Regions from separate parts of the Hordeum vulgare genome. Here region 2 is linked to region 1. The links are chromatin contacts, called in public Hi-C maps. All regions are on one chromosome and are shown on one strand. Each heading gives the region's core, a stretch centred on a gene start, on an enhancer-like site or on the middle of the called end of the contact. The rest is flanking DNA. Distances are from core to core; before and after follow the strand shown. Region 1 has its middle 440 kb from the start of LOC123448676. Region 2 has its middle 280 kb from the start of LOC123448676.

Region 1 (3,675 bases), core at 663-3,162:
GTTCTTCGTACCATTCTTCATATTTTTCATCCTTCAAGGTTCGTTGATTTTACTTGTTTGTCAAAGAAGCATTTTAGTTTCACCTCTTCCACTTCTCCTCCTCTTCTCATTCCTAGATCCCGGGTCGAGACCTCTTGTAAGTGGGGGAGAGTTGTAATATCCCAAGACAAAGACCTCCTTTATTTATGTTATACTTCGGCTTGCATGCTATGTGTTGTTTGATTTATTTATTATAGCACCATGCATCATCTCCCTAATATGTTGTTGTGCTTGTGTTACTTTATTTCATCATGTGTTTTCTATCTATTCTTCTTGTTCTTCTTCCATGGTTGATCCTTCGAAACCTCATGCTCACTTCCAACTTGGTTGTACCCGAGTTCCAAATCCAACATCCACTTCTCCATTCTCCTTAATTCTTTCAATTATTTTATGTAGTGGCATTTTCTATTTCAGCGTAATACCCATTATTTTTCGATAAATTCTAAACCATGCCAAGAACCCCGTGTGATTTTTAGATTTATTCACGTTGAAGTTATTTTTCTTGGATTTTAGATTTATTCAAGGTTGTATTAAATTCTAACTTGTCTAAATTTATAGTCTGTAAAAATTGCCAAACCATTTTTATAAACCATTATTTTTACCTCTTCTAGATTCAACCTGAAACTCCGTGTGATTTTTTTGATACTAGTACAAATGCCCGTGCATTGCAACGGGCTAGAAATATCATGATGTTTGTTTCTTTTTTGTTTTCGTGTCCTAGTAGCCAATGAGTACGAGTTTGTGAGGGACGCAAATAAAGTCAAATTCGACATTCAAAAGAATATGTAGTACCAACCGGCAACTGTGCATAGTTTTGGAGGTTTTTACCCGTCCATGAAGATCAACTAACACGTACACGAGATGGAGGTTTTTACCGGCCTGTGAAGATTTTAATTGCACCTTTTAAAAATATCGTATACTTTGTCCGACGTCGAGGAATGCATTCTTCTTTTGTGTGTGTTAACCGTGAAGTCATTGTCGTATAGATAACAACTTCTGTAATCCTTTGTTTAAGAAAGTAGAAAGCTAGTTTTAAGTAGTTTACCTTTTAATTTTATTTACTATATTTTTTGTTTAAATAAAAAAATGTACTCAGGTATCCCTAAACATCGTTTCAAATAAGCATGAGTAAGTTAATTAATGACGGTGCATGTGTGGCTAGTGTTATGTTTTTTATGAAAACAATTTAGGAAGCAAAGAAAAAAATGTTATGACATTATGAATCAGATTGTCAAAGGCTAGTGAACGGTAAATAAATGTCTAGCAAAAAAAGATTGTGTGCACACTAACACATCCTCCTGATGGATTCGGAGCTTTTTATGGGTTGTGGACACAAAAAGAAAAGAGACAACATGGTCTAGAAGAAGCGACACACCTCATTGTGCTTCTCCAGCGGACTCATAATTCCTCATAGCCTTATCTTGTTGCCTGCCACCGACGGGATCCCCACGGCCCTGCCCACTCCTCACCCAAAGCTGCACACACTTGCGGGATCCCCCCTCCATGCACCATCTGCAGACCCGCATCCAACGCGCCGCCTAATCTCTCTCGCTCCACCTCCGGCGGGTCGCCTTCATACCGCGCCATGGCGACGCCTCACCTCCTCCGGCCTTCTCTGCTCCCAGGCTGCCGGAGCGCCGCCGCCTCTCTCGCTCCACCTCCGGCAGGTCGCCGTCATACCGCGCCATGGCGACGCCTCGCCTCCTCCGGCGCTAGGAAGTCGCTGCCTCTCGTCCGGCCTTCTTTGCTCCCAGGCTGCCGGAGCGCCGCCGCCTCTCGCGCTCCACCTCCGGCTGGTCACCTTCATAACGCGCCATGACGACGCCTCGCCTGCTCCAGTGACAGCAAGTCGCTGCCTCGTCTGGCCTTCTCTGCTCCCAGGTTACCGGAGCGCCACCGTCGGGCATGTCCTCTACTGCATGACAACCCCTCCGCCGCCCCGTTCCAGACCAGATCCAGAGCGCCGGTGCGCTGCTGCTGGATCCCTCCTCATTCCCTCGCCCGAGATCCATATTTGCTCCTATTGTTTTTTTTGAGGAGGCTGATTGATATTACAGATAATCTTCATTTGTACATAAATTGATATGAATCAGTTGAAAGGAGCGATGTGGGACAACAATCGCGAGTCCGGCCGCCCAGCCGAAGTTGCCCCTCTTCCACCTTCTTTGCCCTGGATAGAACGAAGAAAGGAGCGCAGACGGAATTCTAAATACGCAGGGGTTATTTTGCAAAGTTGAAACGTTTTTTCAAATCCACTTATGTAGGGATAGCGCGTTGAATACTTGAAATCCTAGGAGCTTTTTCACAAAAAAGCCACGACGACGGACGACGAGAAATAGTATTCGCTTTTTTATTACTAGTAAGTCACCGTGGGATTGCCGGACTCTGAGCAACATCCCTACCCAATCGGTCCCCCTCTCATATATATATATATATACATATATATATATATGTCTCTAATAATAAAGCAAATACGGTTTCTGATTGTCCGTCTTGAAAATTATCCCTAAAGTTTGCATAAATTACCATCATGCCACCGGTAAGTAATAGAAAACGTTTCATAAAGCAAAAAATCTTAGACTGGGCCGGTCTATGTAAAAATGTCCTATATTACGTTCTGCATGCTGGGAGAATATCCAACACACCGTATGGCCGGCCCATGCACAAGCGGCTGCTTTTTTTCCATTTATTTATTTATTTCCAGTTCTGTTTTATTTTTTTATTTTATATAATTTAGAACTTCAAATAATCTTTAAAATTTTAATAAACTGAAAATTATAAATCAACACATTTCAAAAATTAAAATGTTTGTGACTTCGAAAACTGCTCGGAGTTTTGTAAAAAATACTCGCATATACAATAAAATGTTTGCAATTTTAGAAAAATATTTGTACAACATTTAATAATCCAATCCATCCAACAGTTAATTCTTTAAAATTCACACAGGTATATTGTCTCAAAGACTTTGAAGCATTAATGTTTAACTACATACATTAGATCTTTCGTCAACAATTTTACAAATATGGGAACGATTTTAAAATCGAAAACATTTTTTACAATTTACAAACATTTACTAAAAATCATGAATATTTTTTATATTTCGAACGGGTTTAAATATTTTCTTTTGAATTGGCCACCAATTCAAGAAAAGACGAACATAATTTTTGATGTTGGAGGATTTTATTTTAAATTCACAAACATTTTTTGAAATGCATGAAGTTTTTCGGAATAAACAAACATTTTTATAAATCAGTAATATATTCATTAAATTCATGGACATTGTTTTGGAATTTGCAAAAAAAATATAAAAATCCGGCGCTTTTTTTGAATCCTATTTTTAATTCAAAATAAATATTCGTCAGCATTTTAATCCAAATTCTTATTTTCGTAATTCTAAATTATTTAAATTATAAATAAACAAAAATGGAACGGAAAATTTTAAATAATAAAAAGAAACTAGCAAAACACGCATTAGTTATTTTTAAAATTTTAGGACATATTTTGAATTAGAAAGCATTTTGTTAAATGCATTTAATAGTTTTAATACATGAAATTGTACTTGAGATCATGGACTATTCTTATTGTACAAACATTTTTATAAAATTGAAAACATTTTATTGTATATGCGAGCATTTT
Region 2 (3,675 bases), core at 380-2,879, 160 kb before region 1:
CGTGCAGGGGCCATGGGCCCGTCACCCTTTGCGCTCCTGCACGATGCATGGGAGGCCGATGTCATTCCTGGCACCTCTTATACAAGAACGATGCTTATCCGGACCACTCGGGCGCGCGCCGCTCCATTGCTGACGTCTGAAGAGCTTCGGCTGATACCACGACGTCGAGTACCCATAACTTCTCCCATGTGAAGGTTAGTGTGAAAAGGTCTCCCGACCAACTCAGATCAAATAACCAAATACCTTTTAGAATTTTAATTAACACTGCAGCGACGATTAGCAATCCATTATATGTGGTCCCGTCACACCGTCTCGAGGATGTGTGGCAAGGGCCTAGAATGCCCGGCCCCGCCTCGTCATATTCATGCGGGAATCCACCCGCAACACACCTCATCATATTCCCAGTAGCAAGGTCAAGTAACTATGTGGTTGTAACATGAGAGGGATCCGAGGCATCACCCTTGATGGATTCCGAACGATGTAACCATCAAGGTGGCCAGGAAGGAATCATCCTCGATGGACCACGCTTGATGATTTGTATGGCAGAGTCGTTATCGGAGGTGGTGAATGAGGAATCACCCTCCAAGAGACACCTCCGGTCAACTATACTACAACGCTAACATCAGAGTATGTAACGAGGTGTCACCCTCGGTACTGACTAGTATTCTGCAGCATCGTACAACTAAGGGGATGTGAGTGATGTGACGAGTCTTGGTCGTCGATCAGTAGATCAAGACCTGGTGGTAAAGCGACCCAACTAGACCAAGGGGTCAAAGGGGATCACTGTTCCACCTATACTAAACATTTAAAGTGCACTATTGTAAAGTAGAAGCTCATAAAAAATAGGCTATGCATCAGAATAGGATCTATCTACAAGAGTAGCAAAATATAATGCAAGCATGAGGGAGAAAGAATAGGCGATATAGGAATGATCAAGGGGATTTTGCTTGCCTGGAAGCTTTGCAAAAAAGGACGGGTCGTTGTCGACGTTGTCGTACTCGGGGTGAATAGGAGTCTCGGGGTCTATCGCAGCATCGAGGTCTACCAGAAAGAAGCAGTGGAGGGAAAACAAATAAATAACAGAGCAATTAAATGCAACATAAATGCAATGGCACGACACGATGTGTGGGTGACTTGCTCTAATGCATCCCTAAGCATTTTAAAAGAAGGGGGGGATATCCGACAATATTTTTCCGGCTCCAAATATTTTTCGGACAAATGATCCTAATACCAAATGTCCATGTTCACTATGTTAGAGGAGTGGGACTTGTATGTGGATATGATATTAAGATTCGTTATATTTTTCTGATTGTTTTATATATATAAATTATTTTCATCGGAGTTACGGTTTATTTTCTATTTTTTTCGAAGTTTTATAGATTTTTTAATTTTCTATTTTTGTTTTAAATCAGGTTGACCCAATCAATTTGGCTGGTCAAACAGAGGGGTGGCCCACATGTCACATACACCTATTTTATATGAGAATTATAAATAAACAAAGGAAAACGTTCTCCATCAGTTGGCTGATCCGCAAACAACATCAGCAGGGCGCGCTACCGTTGGATCGACCTCGATGCAGCAAGCGGCCCTCGCGGCCTTACCTCCTCACGAGTGTATCCTTATCCACTCCGCAACTAATGTATCCTTATCCACACAAATTCCTCATGGTTGCAGCGACCACTCCCTCCTCTCTCTGACCAATGAGCACCGCCAAATCTTGCTTCGCCCGCACCGAGCACATGGATTTGCAGTCCCTGGGAGCATCCTCCTCCTCTCCAGGCCCCTCTCCCAGCTCTGCCTCTGTCCCAGCTCCTCTCCATGCCCAGATCGGGCTAGGCTGAGCTTTTGTCGCTGCAATGCAACCTCGGGTTGCTGCGAGCTCGGCTCTCTCGCGCGGCCGCAAGAACAGCAGCTAGGGAGCCCGCTCCCGCGCGGCTACCGCGTCTCGGTTTTTGTCTCGAGCAGATCTGCAACTGAGTTTGTTCAACAAAGCGGTTATTTCTATAACTCGACCTTTGTTGCAAAAATTTCTTCCACAACAGTACCTATGTTGCAGAAAGACGAAGGAATTTTTTTTTGGTAACAAAGCGATTTTTTCTGGAACTCCATCGTTGTTTCAGGAATTGATGGGTCCAAAATTATTTTTGCAAAAAAGTGATTCTTTCTGTAACTCAACCATTGTTTCAAGAATTATTTGGGTGCTGGAAGGCAACGGAGCAGCATAGATCGGACGGCTACGCGCGTACATCGGACGGCCGTCGAGGCGGTGTATGTTTACTAAACATTCGTCGGTGGACGCATAACAACCGCCATAAACAAAAGGTCCAATGACATAGATTATAACTAAGCAAATAAGTAAGAACCAACCTAATTAAATCAGGCCCACATGTCATAAGTTACTAGACTAATCTAGCACTAATTAATGTTACCTAAACTTAGGTGGTGTTTCTTTACCTAGGGACTAGACTAAAAAGTCCCTTTTAGTCCCTAGGTAAAGAAACATGAGGGACTTTTTTTAAGGGACTTGAAAAAGTCTTTATTGGAGGAACTTTTTTCTTTAGTCCCTGGAAGTAAAAAAAATCTAGTTTCCTTGAAAAAAACACCACCGTAGTACTCCCTCTGTCCAGGTGTGTTGGGCACCAAAGAGAATTCTGAAATTTCAAAAGTATAAATCGCCTATGTAATTATAGGCGCATTAATCTTTGTAATTAACCCTTTTTTTAAAACGTTGGACCAACGCATGCAGTCCTCCTCTTCTTAAACTTAATCTCAATTAATTACTCTAGCATGGGGATTGGTTGCATGTTATAAATTTAAATTCATGAGTTAGCCAAACTATGCCATCTATTATTATTTGATTTATTGTAGCGTTTTGTAAAAGGAGATTTCGATGGTGATTGGCTTCCTTTATGGTTCGAATTATTTACCTAGTTCAATTTTCTTGCGCCTAGATGGCAGTGCTCCTCCTTAAATGTCCAACACACGTGGACGGAGGGAGTACTAATCTAAACAAGGGCTGGCCATTAGTGGGCAGAACACAACCGGCCACTCACAACACGTACTAATGCACATACACTACACACACACTCACGCTCATACACTACACACACACGCGACCATGGATACCCATGGGCTGCAGCTGCACGCAGTTGCAACAGCTATTAGCACCAGTAACTGCATCACATTATGCAGCAGTAGCATCCAGCTGCAAGGGGCAACAGCATGGAGCGGCAAGCAACTAACGCCAGCAGTAAGGGGAGTAGCGGCGGTGCGCGAGCAGTAGCAGTAGCGAGCAGCAGCCGCACACAACGAGTAGCAGCAGTAGGCAAGCAACGATAGCAGTAGCAACCAGCAGGATGCGGGGGCAGCGGGCAGCAACTAGCAATAGCCCAACAGAAAGCAACAGCGCAGTAAGAAACCACATCAGCTAAGAAGTAGCAGCACAACATCAGCAAGGACCAAGAGGTCGCGGGAAGGCACGACTGTGAGCGGGCGCAGCTAGACCATGGTTGTGCTATGCGCACACGGGCACGACGCGAGTGGCAGCAGGCAAAATCGGTGCGCAACAACAGCAGCACGGCAGCGGCGAGGCCACACACGGGCAAGCACGTACGTACGCGTATGTTCGGACGACCTCGGGGGCAAGAGCTACGACAACGGATCGAGGACAAGAAC

Evidence for each region. A called contact is a pair of places that touch in the nucleus more often than the background predicts.
Region 2: a Hi-C map of seedling shows a contact between it and region 1, with 3 times the contacts expected there. The contact joins two enhancer-like sites. A contact is called at or near these places in 1 of 6 Hi-C or Micro-C datasets (seedling) and 1 of 1 datasets of contacts at active chromatin or transcription factors (embryo).

The regions. Positions count from the first base shown.
Region 1 is chr4H:383,810,483-383,814,157 of MorexV3_pseudomolecules_assembly, reverse strand. No RefSeq gene overlaps it. Among protein-coding and RNA genes, the nearest start is that of LOC123448676, 440 kb to the left of the region's middle. Within about 2 kb of position 1,912, at least 3 of the 3 cell types and tissues checked have open chromatin away from gene starts, as enhancers often do. A contact at or near this core is called in seedling, where this site is marked.
Region 2 is chr4H:383,965,860-383,969,534 of MorexV3_pseudomolecules_assembly, reverse strand. No RefSeq gene overlaps it. Among protein-coding and RNA genes, the nearest start is that of LOC123448676, 280 kb to the left of the region's middle. Within about 2 kb of position 1,629, at least 3 of the 3 cell types and tissues checked have open chromatin away from gene starts, as enhancers often do. A contact at or near this core is called in seedling, where this site is marked.